Linked DNA regions of Cricetulus griseus: region 1 is linked to region 2. The links are chromatin contacts, called in public Hi-C maps. All regions are on one chromosome and are shown on one strand. The core of a region is the stretch at or near the end of the contact, and the rest is flanking DNA. Distances in the headings are between cores, read along the strand shown. Region 1 has its middle 12 kb from the start of Mrpl33. Region 2 has its middle 56 kb from the start of Fosl2.

The links. A called contact is a pair of places that touch in the nucleus more often than the background predicts.
Region 1: a contact with region 2 is called in a Hi-C map of fibroblasts, with 6 times the contacts expected there. The contact joins two enhancer-like sites. A contact is called at or near these places in 4 of 8 Hi-C or Micro-C datasets (the CHO-K1 cell line, fibroblasts and liver).

Annotation. Positions count from the first base shown.
Region 1 is chr7:12,870,808-12,877,502 of CriGri-PICRH-1.0, forward strand. No RefSeq gene overlaps it. Among named protein-coding and RNA genes, the nearest start is that of Mrpl33, 12 kb to the left of the region's middle. Within about 2 kb of position 3,239, at least 2 of the 6 cell types and tissues checked have open chromatin away from gene starts, as enhancers often do. A contact at or near this core is called in fibroblasts, where this site is marked.
Region 2 is chr7:12,279,418-12,286,488 of CriGri-PICRH-1.0, forward strand. No RefSeq gene overlaps it. Among named protein-coding and RNA genes, the nearest start is that of Fosl2, 56 kb to the right of the region's middle. Within about 2 kb of position 5,649, at least 2 of the 6 cell types and tissues checked have open chromatin away from gene starts, as enhancers often do. A contact at or near this core is called in fibroblasts, where this site is marked.

The DNA of each region.
Region 1 (6,695 bases), core at 1,989-4,488, 590 kb after region 2:
CATGTACTGCCCTGTATCAAGATCAGGAAAGCTCAGAAAACCACACCAGAGGCCATTCATTGACTTAGGTTTTTTTTATCCAAATCACTTTCCCGTCTTGGAAAATTATTTGAAATGTAAAATGAATAAACCCTCTTCCCCCCCATATAAAGGTTTCCCTTCATGTCCAGGAATAAGCTAGCCATCCATGATGGCATATGGGAAGTAGAGGCCAGAAGACTATGAGCTCAAGATAATCCTTGGCTAATTAGCAAGTTCAAGATTAGGCTTGGCTACATGAGACCCTTTCTCTAACAACAACAACAACAACAATAATAATAATAATAATAATAATAATAATAATAACAACAATAATAATAAAACAAGGGTGGAAAGTTAGTTCAATGGGTAAAAACACTTGCCACTCAATCCTGGGGATCTAAATTCAATCCTTGGTATCCACATAAAGGTAGGAGAAAAATGACATGACAGTACTGTCCTCTGACTTCTACACAGGCACTGTATAGCACATGAGCCACACATGTGCACACACATATTGTGCAGATACTGTAATAATAATACATTTTAACTCCAAGTGCCTTAAAAGTAATGAAGTGTTTTGGATAGGTAACCATCTTTTTCTGATCAGAATTCCCACTCAGCAGCTACACCCAGCACATCTCTGTGCAGAGAAGAGTTTCTGGCCTCTTCTATAAATTAAAATTTCCTGTTAGATTTCTTTTATAATTCCACCCTGATCATCACAAAAAGTGGGGAGTCCAGCCTGGGCTCATGGAGGCTGCAAGGAGAAGAAAAGCTTTAACTGCTTCTGCCTCGGGTCTTGGTCCCTAACAGTTTTGTAAGCGCTGAGTCTCAGAGGCTGGAACAGGGCAAGGGAAGCCAGTCCAGCTCCGGCTTCCTTTCACGCTCTGCCCTCTGCCGAAAGGACAGCTCCACCTCATTGCCACAGTGACAACAGGTGCCTTTCGGTGCTGCCACCCGAACTCCAGCTTCAGGTAGAAAGCAGGCAGTGCTCTCACAGGGTGACACCCTCCACAGGACCCTGCAGCAACTCTATCCAAACAGAAATTAGCAGTTCACATCTATTTCCATCTGTCCTGGCTAGTTTTATGTCAACGTGACACAAGTTACAGTCTGAAAGGAGGGAACCTCAGTTGAGAAAATGCCTCCTTATTATCAGGCTGTAGTAGCTGGGCAGTGGTGGTACACAGGCCTTTAATCCCAAAACTCAGGAGGCAGAGACAGGTGGATCTCTGTGAGCTCAAGGCCAGCCTGGTCTACAGAGTGAGTTCTAGGACAGCCAGTACTACATAAAGAAACCCTGTCTTTTAAAATAAAACAACAACAAAAAGATCAGGCTGTAGGGCATTTTCTTAATTAGTGATTGATGGGGGAGGGCCTAGTCCATTGTGGGTGGGGCAATCCCTGAGCTGGTGGTCCTGGGTTCTATAATAAAGCAAGCTGAGTGAGCCATGAGGAGCAAGTCAGTAAGCAGCACCCTCCATGGCCTCTGCATCAGCTCCTGCTCCAGGTTCCTGCCCTGACTCCCTTTGATGATGAACGGTGATGCTGAAGTGTAAGTCAAATCAACCCTTTCCTCCCCAGCCTGTTTTGGTTATGGTGTTTCATCACAGCAATAGTAACCCTAACTAAAATACTGTCTCTTTGGAGGGAACACCTTTGAGAGATTCAAATGGCTTAAATGCAAACTGGTAAAACCAGGGTCCTCCCCCAGCTAGCCATCTGAAACAAAGGGGACAGTGCCTTTGCTAAGAGGGAGAAGTGGGGTCCTCCTCCAGCTGGAGCCAAAGCCTTTCCAAAGATATTACTATGACGTGGGATAAGTGGGCCGATTTAGTTTGGTGTACAGTGAACTACATGGCTGCTTCAGTGTAGTTTCCAGTTCTCAGAGTCACTAATTAGCTCTAGACTTAAAGGTTAATGAGATAAAACATCTATAAATCAGGTTGATGGCTGATGCAAGAAGAAGGCCCCCAACTCCTGCTCTATTGCACTAACACCATAATTGTTCTATTTCGGGCTGTCCAGATGATTAAATTTGATTACATACTACTGTATGTGAACAAATGGATAATCATAAAATATGTTCTTAAATTATGAGCTACCTTGCTCAAGGCTTCTTTCTAAATTTAGTTTTTCAACGCCAAGGGGAAAATGAGCCAATCAATTATTAACCAAATTAATCATCTCAGAATGAACTTACTTGGGGGAAGATTTAGAATTGAATTTTCCCTCGCAGAATGAATTCTATATGTTGTATTCAAAATCCATGTTCTGGGGGCCGGTGAGATGGCTCAGGGGGTAAAGCATTTGCTGCTCAAGTTCAAGGAGCTGAGTCTAACTGTCCATTAGTCATTTAAAGAAAAATCAGCCATGGTGGCATACATTTGTCACCCTATCACTGGGCCTGAGGAAGATAGGGGTAGATTCTGGGAACTTCCTGTGTGCCACCACATTTGATTTTGGAATTGATTTTATTATCCATGGAAGTCAGAAGACAGCTTTATGGAGTTGGTTCTCTCCTATTTACCTGGATGGGTTCCAGGATTCAACTTAGATCACCCGGCTCTTGTGGTAAGTGGCCTTATCCACTGAGACATCCAGCCAGGCCAGTATTTTCTTTTTTAACGTAAGAGTTTGAAAGAGTTACTGTGCTCCTGCTAAAGAGATAGTAACACAGAGCTCATTTCTACTGGCTAGATGGGGCCTTAAATGGAAACTGCATCCCTCAGGTGTGTTTTGAGGCCTTTGGCTCTACAGAGGACATTTTTGGATCTGACACTCTCTGATCCCCTCAGACTGGATCCATGTCCTACTGGAAGACCTCATGAGAAGCAGATCCTCCAATCGGCCTGTCTTGTTCTGAACACCTTGCTGCGAGAGTTCCCAGCAGACATGTCAGCTCTCCAAGGCTGTGGGTCAACAAAGCCAACAAAAGAATGCAGGTAACTCCTGAGGAAGAATCATCTAACAGTTAGGGGGCTCACAGGGTGAGCCCCATTGCAGTAATAAAACAGAATGGGAAGGGAAGAAGTAAAAGCTGGAACCTTGCAGGGAGCAAAGCCTTGCAGCTGCAGCCCTGAGTGGGCCAGCCCTGCTGGCCCTTGTCTTTGTCCTCAAAGAACAACACCAGCCTTGGTCAGCCTGTTGCATCAGCTGCTACACGTCTTCCCCACCCCAGGAAGTGGTGAGGAGGGTTAAGTAACAGCCTGTGAGGCAACTACTCAGGGCAGCTGGAAATCTGGGGGAGGCTGGCTCTCTCCTTCCAGCCAGGCTCCACCCAACAGCCTCTCCTTAAATTCAAATCCAAGAAGGAAAAGCACTCAACTGCCAGAGTCCTCCCCACTGTCCAGACAGTGATCCACCCCTGGTAGCCACTTGGTGAAAGGAGAAAACAGATCCCTGAAAGCTGACCTCTGACCTCCACATGTAAGCCTGTGATATTTGGAGGTGAGCATGTGCACACATATACAATAGACAGATAAATATTAAAAAAGAAAAAAAGTCTAAAGACTTCTTTGGATAGGAGAGATGGCTCAGTAGTTAACAGTACTTCCTGCTCTTGCAAGTATTGGTTTCCAACACCCACATCAGGCAGCTTACAACCCCCTGTAACTCCAGCTCCAGGGTATCCAGTGTCCTCTGGACTCCATAGACACTGCACAAAGCTGGTGTGCCTAAACTCACACAAGTGCATACATACATGTAAGTTTTTTTTAAAAATCTTTAAAAGAGTTTCTCTTCTTTCTTTTTAAAATTATTTTTCCATGTATGGGTGTTTTACCCACTTGTCATTGACATTTTACAAGACATTTTACATAGACACTTGTCTATGTATCATGTGTGCCTAGGGACTGTGGAGGCTAGAAGAGGGTGTCAGACTTCCTGGAGCTGGAGTTATAGACAAGTGTGAGCTGCCATGTAGGTGCTGAGAACCAAACCCAGGTCCTCTGGAAGAGCAGCCAGTGATCTTAACCACTGAACCATCTCTCTAGCCTCATGTAACTCTGGCTGTCCTGGAACTCTTTCTGTAGACCAGGCTGGCCTCAAACTCAGAGATCCACCTGCCTCTGTCTCCCAAGTACTGGGATTAAAGGTGTGCACCACCACTTCGGGGCAACTTTTTCTTAATTAAAAGAAAAAGAACTACTGACAATATACTTGACTCAAAGGTTATATTAGTTATTATTACACACAAATTCTCTCATTATTTTAAAATTATTATTATTGTGATAATGATGATGACATTTGCTGAGATAGGTCTCAATCTGTAGTCCAAGCTAGCCTTGATCACACAGTGATCCTCCTGCCTCAGCCTCCTAAGGGCTGGGGTACAAGTGTTCCCTACCACATCCAGCTTACATTCTTTATTAATATACATTCCTGGGAGCTGGGAGTCAAGCTTTAGCTTGAAGATCATCAAGGATGGAACCCCTCCCCCATAATCATCAGCTTGTAAAGTCAGGAACTAAAACTGCAAGAGTTTGATTACAGGTTAAAAGAACAGGCCTGGGTGGAGACAAGACATTCTAAACTGTCCGAAAGATCATACGATTACTATCTAGTTAGAGGTTTTCTGGTAAAGGGCAAAGACATACTAATTGTCCCTTCAGAGTTAATCCCAATGGGCCTGTCAATCACTTCGATAAGGAAATGCCCTTCAGGAAGCTGTCTGTTCCAGAAACTTCAAGAAATAGTATAAAGCCAACCTGAAATGTAGGTTGGTTTCTCTGGCCACTGTCCAGCCTCACTTCTTAAGAGTGTTTTCCTCCACAGTGGCTGCTTTGAGCACCCTCGTCTTCTCTGTGGTGAATCCTACCATCTGGATGGAGGCTTGTGCTTCTTGCCTGCTTTTTAAAATTGTGTGTGTGGACATGCTCCTGCTTGTCACGGTGTATGTATGGGGATTAGAGGACAACGTTTCAGAATCTGTTCTCTCTGTTTATATGGGTTCCAGAAGTAGAACTCAGTTGTCAGGCTTTTGCTGCAAGCATCTTTACCCCCTGAGCCATCTCACTAGCCCAATTCAGGATTCTTTCTATGTAGATCATCAGGCCCAGGGAGCTGAAGGGATTCCAGAGTGAGGTCCAAGTTACAGAGTCCTAGCTGGTTCTCTGTGTAAAGGTGAACAACTTCCTTGGTCCACTGGCCCCTGAGAAATGCAGCCACAGTGAGCTTGTGGGTCCTGGCTCCCCGTCTTCCCTGGTGCTTGTTTATGAACCTATCCTTGCCGGGTGGTTGGTGGCACATGACACAGACTGCGGGGCTGAGGGTCAGTATATGTAGTTTTGTTGAAGGACACGTGCTCTTTTGAGACCCTTCTGAGAGCTCAAGCAGATTCTTTTTTTTTAAGATTTATTTATCACATATACAGTGGTCTACATGCAGTATGCCTGCAGGCCAGAAGAGGGCACCAGATCTCATTATAGATGGTTGTGAACCACCATGTGGTTGCTGGGAATTGAACTCAGGACCTCTGGAAGAGCGGCCAGTGCTCTTAACCTCTGAGCCATCTCTCCAGCCCTCAAGCAGGTTCTTTTGCTGATGATTCAAATTCCCCTAACCCCGCTTCTGACTCAGCTATCTACACTTGGGGTTTGGGGAAGGAGTTGGCTGTTTGAGGCAGAGTCTATACAGTCTAGGTTAGCCTGGAATTTGTAGCTTCCTGAGTGCTGAAACTATCCAGCACACAGTTGCCACCTTACCGTGCCCCTAGCTCTACTTTTACAATGCATTCGTTCTTCTTAAATATTCCTAACTATCTCAGAGGGGCAGGAAGCATTCTTCCTTCATTTTAGACAAGTAGTCCTGAGGCTTCAAGCCGTTGGCTAGATGCTAGGTTTCCTCAGTGCCGGGTGGACACGGTCCCACCCACTATGGGGTTGGCTCCAGGGAGAGTCCATGGTCTCATGTGAAGCCAATAGGAGAGGACTTCAAAGTGTCAAAAGTCCACAAGCCCCTGTGTAGCCCAGTAAGCCACCCTGACACCCTAACTGTAAGGGCTCAGCTCAGGCATTATGCTGGCCTGCCTGTCACCTGGCAGAATGCACTCAGGCAGAACCCTGTTCAGCCCAGGGTTCCATGGCTGTAGTCTGCTCACAGGTGCAAAGGACCCCTTTAAAACGAAGACCCCCGCCCACTTACGGTCTCTTTCTGCTCTCTTTCCTGCTGTTCCCCTGGGGCAGACAGGACTTTTCCCTCTTCTGTCCTCTCTGTGTCTCAGTGTCTCTACCTCTGTTCTCTTTCCTTCCCTCTCCCTCCCCTTTCTAATAAAACTCCTCATTTAAGCTCTGTCTGCCTGGCATGTTTGTCCCTCCTCCTCCATTACCCTCGCCTGCCATGGAATCCAGCAAGGTTCCCTTCGCACTTTTATCATAACACTAACCCTTCTCCAGATTGTAAAAAGGGGCCAGGGGGCTGAGAGTTGAGCAAGCCAACGCTGTGGAACGAGGAACGTGTAGCAACTCAGGGAGGGAGAGAATAAGAAGGTGGTCCTTTGAGCAAGAGGACCAAGTAGACCTGGAGGGTGGCTGGTGCGGGCTCAGAGAAGGGCCTAAAGCAGTGGACGGAGGCCCAGACCAATAGGATCAAATCATCTTCCGCTTTTACCCAACAACTCCATGTTTGCCTATTCCACATTCTACCCCTAAGGAAGAAGGTAAAAGATGGCTGCC
Region 2 (7,071 bases), core at 4,399-6,898:
AGTATGGTCCCAGATGACAATCGCTGTCCCAACATAATTAATAATAGCCTCCCTTCACTCTCATGGTACCCCAGTTTGGAGATAAACTGTGTGATGCTGTCTATTGGACACCAGCTATGTGCCAAGATTGGTACCAAGCACAGGGGATGGAGAGAGAGATGACATCCCAACTGCCACTCTCCAGGTCTTACTGCTCTCCTAGGAGTTGAGGGAAATGCATTGAGAAGGTGTGGCTGGCCATGCTGCTGGAAGTCCCCTTTAAACCTGCCAAGAAACATCTTTGGCTAGATCTACCTCTCTTGGGTTTATTTTTTAATTTATTAATTATGTGCATTGGTGTTTTACCTACATGTATGTCTGTGTGAGGCTGTTGGATACCCTGGAATTGGAGTTACAGACAGTTGTGAGCTGCCATGTGGGTGCTGGGAACTGAATCCAGGTTCTCTGGGAGAGTAGCCCATGCTCTCAACTACTGAGCCATCTCTCCAGCAGCATCTTGGGTTTATTTTTTGCTGATTTACAAGTTTTGGAATTACTGCAAACATTGTTCACCTGTTATACAAAGTAGCAAACATTTTATCCAGTATCATAGTATTTTGGTATTTTTTCCAGACTTATAAGCTACTTTAAGAAAAATCTATCTATATACTCTAAGCTCATGCAATCCTCCTGCCTCAGGCTCTCAAGCACTGGGGCCTTTTTATTGCATTTATCTGTTTGTGTGTGCTGGACAAACAGGTGTGTTTTCTTTGCCTTTTGCACAGATGCACGCCTTCTGGTACAGGCCAGAAGGGGACAATTTGTAGAATTGTTCTCTCCTTCTCCCATGTGGATCTCTTGGTCAGATTCAGGTAGTCAGGCTTGATGGTAAGTGCCATTATAGGCTGAACCATCTGGTCAACCAGCAGTGGGATTATTATAGGCATATGCCACGTCCATCTAGAAGTGTCATTAATCCATATTCTGATATATATATATATATATATATATGTGTGTGTGTGTGTGTGTGTGTGTGTGTGCATATATATATATATATATATATATATATATATATATATATTGCTTTTAAAAATCCCATCTGTTTTCTTTGTGATCTTATAAATGTAGTTTTTCTTTAAAAGCAAGTCATCTTTTTCTTCTGCATGGAAAGTGCATAACAGGAACATGGACACATTCTGAGCTGAGCTACCTATTGTTCCATACTAAGGCCAGAAACACCTCATGCAATTGAGGGAAAAGAGAGAAAAGAGAAAATGACAGAACAGGTGGTGATGTTCCCTGAGTTGGCTAGGATGCCCTGATTATCTGAATTGGTTTGGAGGAGGATGGCACCCTGACCCAGAGACAGCCACACACACCTACCCTAGACCCAGAGAAGCTTGAGAGGCACAGGCTGCTTAACACTAAGCCTCTTGCCAGTTTCCCACAATGCACTCCCCTAAGCCCTTTCCTGTCGGTAGCCTCCCTGGTCCTTCTGAGCTAGGTCCTCCCTGTGTCTAGCTCAGTTAACTTGAGGGCATCCACTGGTGGGCAGTAGAGTCTCCTGGTCCGTCCATCAACGCCACAGGGGAACGTTGTCCTGCTTCTCAGCAGGGCATGCCCTGATCCCATCCCACAATGTCCTGGGTGACTAGACGAAAACCCCAGAGTTCCCCAGGACTAGAGGAGCTTTGCCTTATTTAGACACAGTGCCCTGGAGGAAGAAGAAAAGGAAGAGGAGGAGGGATGACAAGCAGATAGCCACGAAGGAGAGGGAAGGAGGCTGTAGAATTCTGAGAACTAAGGGTCATGATGACATCATCACTGGAGAGTTTTGCTGGGGTCAGTGGGTGGGGGTGGGGCCTATGGTGACTCATTTATAGGAATGGGCTTCGTGTCTGCAGAAGTCATCTATTTAGTAAGCCATTAATTGTTTCGACACCCGTTTATTGAGTTGTTATTATGCTTCAGGATCAGGACCAGGCTTCAGAAGGGAGAGGTTGCTGCCAGGGCTGGGAGCTCAAGCCTGAAGGGCAGAAATGGGGCCACTGCTGTGTGTGGGTTTGTGCAGGAGGGAGGGACATGTGACAGGTGCATGAGTTCATGGTGGACACAGGGGCATTGACTGGCTCCGTCTGGAGGAGGTAATGGCCAAGAAAGACTCCTTTGGGAGGGAAGGTGGGGAAAGCAGGATACCTAAGCTGCTAAAAGAGGAGATGGGGAGGAGGAGGGAGGAAAAGGAGAAGAGAGAACCAGATACAGGTAGGGGGAGTATGTACTGGAAGACTGGGACAGGGCTTAGGAGGTATAGGAACCTGACAAGTACCTGAGACATGATGACAGGGGCAAGACTTATGATTGAAGGCTAGTGGCATGGCTTGACGGGTAATGGCACAGCCCAGCCTGCTGACCTGAGTTTGATCCCCAGGCCCCACATGGTGAAAGGAGAGAGCCAATCATTTCCACATGTGCTCTGGGGTACATGAATGAGCACACACACACATTCGCGCGCACTCATGCACACACATGGGGAAAAGGGGGGGGGAGACTAAACAAATAAATGTTTAAACATTTAGAAGGAAAGCAGAAATGTTCTTGGAGAAGGGACGGTCACCAGATTCTACAGGAGCTGAAATGGTACTTTCATCTGTGCAGATGCTGAAGGGGTCGTTACATTCTTCACATGTGGGGCTGGCTAATGTGACGCTGACAGACAGATCCTTGCTGTCAGGTATGGCTAGTAAAGGTCAGGGTTGGAGGCTTAGCTACATCACCCTCAGAGGTAGCCTGGTGTCCCCTACTGATAGGTGGAAAGAGAAAGCCTTAATGGAGGACAGAGTTTGGTGGACTTCACAGCCAACAGTGGTAGAGTCAGAGCAATTGTATCTTTCAGCCAACACACACACACACACACACACACACACACACACACACACACACACACAGAGAGAGAGAGAGAGAGAGAGAGAGAGAGAGAGAGAGAGAGAGAGAGAGAGAGAGAGACATACACAGACACAGACACACACACACACCATCCCTGCTTGGTGTCTGGACACAGCTCCTGGGCAGCTACTTATAGTATCATTGGGTGTCCTTAATAACAGCCAAGGCCACTGTTACTCATTCCTGGCCAGCCTCAATTCTTATGCTTGCCATCTGACTCCGTGCTAGACCAGGGGGTCCTCATTCTCAAATGGAAGACAGCCTGCTTCTCAGTGTAGAGACGCCACACTTCCTCTATCCCAATCCTCCACATTTCTAGGGGGGCATTTGGGCCCCCTTCTGGTAGAGCCAGACCCCAGTAGGCCATAGACTCCAGGAGGACCCTTCATCCTCAAGATCACCTTCTTCACACAGGAGGCCACAAACCTTCCCACAGCCCCAGATTAAGGTGGCTTCTGTGGGGTTTCCCCTGGGGCCCTGAGCCGCCACTGTTCTTCCAGAAGAATGAAGCCACCCTACCTGGCTTTGGGTGCCAACATTGCCCATTTCTTGCAGGCACTAAAGTCCCAGACATATTTGTGCTCCTCCTGCTAACATTAATTTGAGACTATTTCAAGGGAAACTCTGTAGTCTGCCCGCATTTGATTCACACCCACTGAGCTCATCAAAACCAGAACAATTTGGTAATAGTTGCTGGGTTTACTGGACGCCCTCTGGGATCTGTGAAAAAAGAAAAAAAAATCTCCGTTCCTCAGAAACAGGAAGTTTCGACAGAAGGAAGGAGATGGTTGCAGAAATCAACATTTGAATTGTCCCTGCCTGTTGAGAGGTTCTGTGTTCTGGTGTTCACTGGCCAGTCACCACACTTCCTTCCTTTGGCAGGTCAGCAAACATGGATTCAGTCCAGCACCTACTGTGCTCAGGGGGAGGCAATGGTCAAATTGCCACAGTTTGAGGCTAGCCTGAGCTACATATAGTGAGTTCCAGGCTAGTCTGAGCTACAGAGTGAGAGTATGTCTCAAAAAACCAACAATACAATAAAAGGCTATTGGTCACATTGGAATGGGGCCTGTGATCTCCTGGTAATTATCTCTTTAAAGGCCTTTTCTCAGCTAGGCATGACATGTGCCTGTAATCTCAGCGCTCAGGTGTTTAGGGCCATCTTCAACTATATATTGAGTTTGAGTCTAACCTGGGCTACATGAGACCAGATTACAAACAAGTAAATAAATAAACCATAAATGCAAAAATAAATGTCTTTTGTCTAAATGTTGTCATATTCAGAGATCCTAGGAGTTAAGATTTCAATAGGTGAATGTGGAGGGCTGGAGGCAGCACCACTGGGTCATGTCTTCCTCTTTGAGCAACATCTGCAGCTAGAGTCCTGGGTGAGGTTATCATAGGACTTTCTACAGAAGGGTGGCAGTGATCATCATGCCACCAGATCTGGGTTCACAGCTGGCCCCTTTATTTCGTATCAAGGTGACAGAGCCCTAGTTCCAGGTCCTGGAAGCCTATGTTTCCACAGAAACACAAGGAAGATGTTGTCTGCATCACAGGGAACAAATGTGACAATCCAGAAAGTTCATCAGTGTAAGGCACAGGGTCAATCCCAAGACATGGTAGATGCTCACAAAACTCAAGTTCTTTTCCTAAGCATGCTTCCCACTGGAGCTTCTTTCTGCAGGAAACTAAGGATGCTCCCTAACAGTTCCCTGGGGAGAAGTGAGCTAGGCAACCTAAGAAACAAAGACACAGACTAAAATACTAGTCACTCCAAAGCTGAATGCTGACTGTGGGCCCTTATGCCTTAAGCCTGGGCCACTAAGACACTTAGGCACCTCACAGAATGTGGGCAGGACTACTAGCCCTCATCTGACTCATGATCCCCTGGCCTGTTATTGTGTCCAAAAGAGTCTTTAAGCTACATATGGTGGTACTGGCCTGTAATCTCAGAACACTGGATTAGAAGCAGCAGAATTAGAAATTCAAGGCCAGCCTTGGATGGTACAAGAGACCCTGTCTCAAAAACCAGAGAAGCAGGGGCTGGGGAGCTCTGTTTCAAAGGCATTCAGGTCTGTCCTGAACTTGAACATGAACATGAACACTCACTCTTGAACTTCAAAGTATGGCAGCAGAAACCGAGTTAGGTCCAAGCTGAGCCCAGCTTGAAATTTGATCCTGGAGGATCAAAAAACAAGTCAAAGTTGACAAGGCCTTCATCTCAGAGGAAATCTTCATAGCCCATGGCAAGGCTGGACTGGGAATCAAGGGTTTTGCATTCTAATCCCAACCCTGATATTTTCCATTGATGGAACACTAGTAAGTCATGCCAGGGGTCGGACGGGGGCACCCATAGGCCAAAGTGGAAGTCATATGCTTGATAAACATGAATTAACATCTTAGTAAGTCCAAAAGGAGTTCCACTGGCTCCTCTTCTGGTTAACACAGACTTCTCTGAATACCGAGGGGTGAAGAGAGAAGTCCTTTAGACTCTGCTGTCCCTAAACTGCCTACATTTGATGACTACACGCCCACTTTACAGCAGATGAAGGGTGCATCTTTTCTTAAGAAGTGGAACATTTCCTGCTTTGGAGGAAGAGAGATGGGGTTCTTCCTGGACCACACTGCCTCTCCAGCATGCCCCCCCCCACCAGTACCACACCTCCCTCCCTGAATTACTCACTCCTGGAAATATGACTGATGACATCGGGATGAGTAAGAGGCTCGTGCGCGTCACAGCTGGGAGGGTGAATGAGTTCAACGCTCCCTAGAGCACAGCCACATAGGTCTATCTGTACCAGGAGTCCAGACAACACAAAAGGCCTGGTGTGTGTGTGTGTGTGTGTGTGTGTGTGTGTGTGTGTGTGTGTGTGTGGCGTGGCACAGGGAGGCTGGCCTTTATTTAGTAATGAATTACAAGTCTGAATCCACTGCTCTTTCCTTTTTCATTCATGTATTTTATGTATGTGAGTGCCCTGTCTTCATGCACACTAAAAGAGGGAATCAGATCCCATTACAGGTGGTTGTGAGCACCCGGTGGTTGCTGAGAATTGAACTCTGAGAATTGGACACCTCTGGAAGAGCAGTCAAGTGCTCTTAACCAACGAGCCATCTCTCTAGGCCCAGCCATTGCTCTCTCTTAATAGACCCAGAGTGATAGTAGCCTTTCTCAGCAACAGGTAACAACTGTAACGCCATCCTAGATGAGTGGGGACAGACGACTGTCTCCTTTAAGGATGGGGCTGACTGTTTCTGACCCAGTTACCCAGCTCCACCCCAGTACAGTGCGGTACAGAAGCAGGTCTGAAATTGCCAGCCCAGCCTCAGCTGCTTTAGAAGGGCTCCAACCCCAGGGATCACCCTTGCAAGGTGTGTGTGTACAATGGGTGTGTGTGTGTTTATGCTTTGAGGGACACCCAAATTCATGGTGTCAGTCAAGCAAATACTTTGTGTCTATTTTCCATTTCCATGTGTCTCATTTTGGAACAGTTAGTGGACATGGGGTCAGAGCAAAGGAATGTATTAATTCAATGCATTTTGAAATGTCTCTTTAACATTCTTAGAGTTACAGTGCGAGTTAAGAATACTAATAGAGGCAAAACAACATGCAAGCTAGACTCTCCTGGCACTTGGTAAATAGGGCTGAAACACCAGTTTCCCCATACCTAACATGGGCGTAGTCAGGACATGGATGGTATGGAAAATAACACCAGGACCGTGAAGCATGAGGCAGCCCCACCTCCGTGTTCTCACCAGACAGTGGCATAAAACACTCCCCAAGCAGCTACTCCCCAAGAAGCTCCAAACAATGTTCTTCACATACCTTGAGGACTGCTTTTCAGGAGCTACAGGATTTCTTCTGAGTTGTTTTATATGAGAATGGAAGGTAATGCTCAAAACCTTTCCAGACAGATGGACTATGAATTTGGAAGAGTATATTATGAGCTGGGCATGGGGGTACCTGTGATCTCAGCACTTGGAAGGCTGAAGGAGGATTATTAGTTTGAATTCAGCCTGATCCACACATTGAGACCCCTCTCTCAAAATTAATTGCTCCCCATTAGCCTCCAGGCCAGAGAAACAGTGTCTCCTAGCTAACATTCTTCAACATCAGGCTTGGCTTGCTAGCAGTTTCCTACAAGGCAG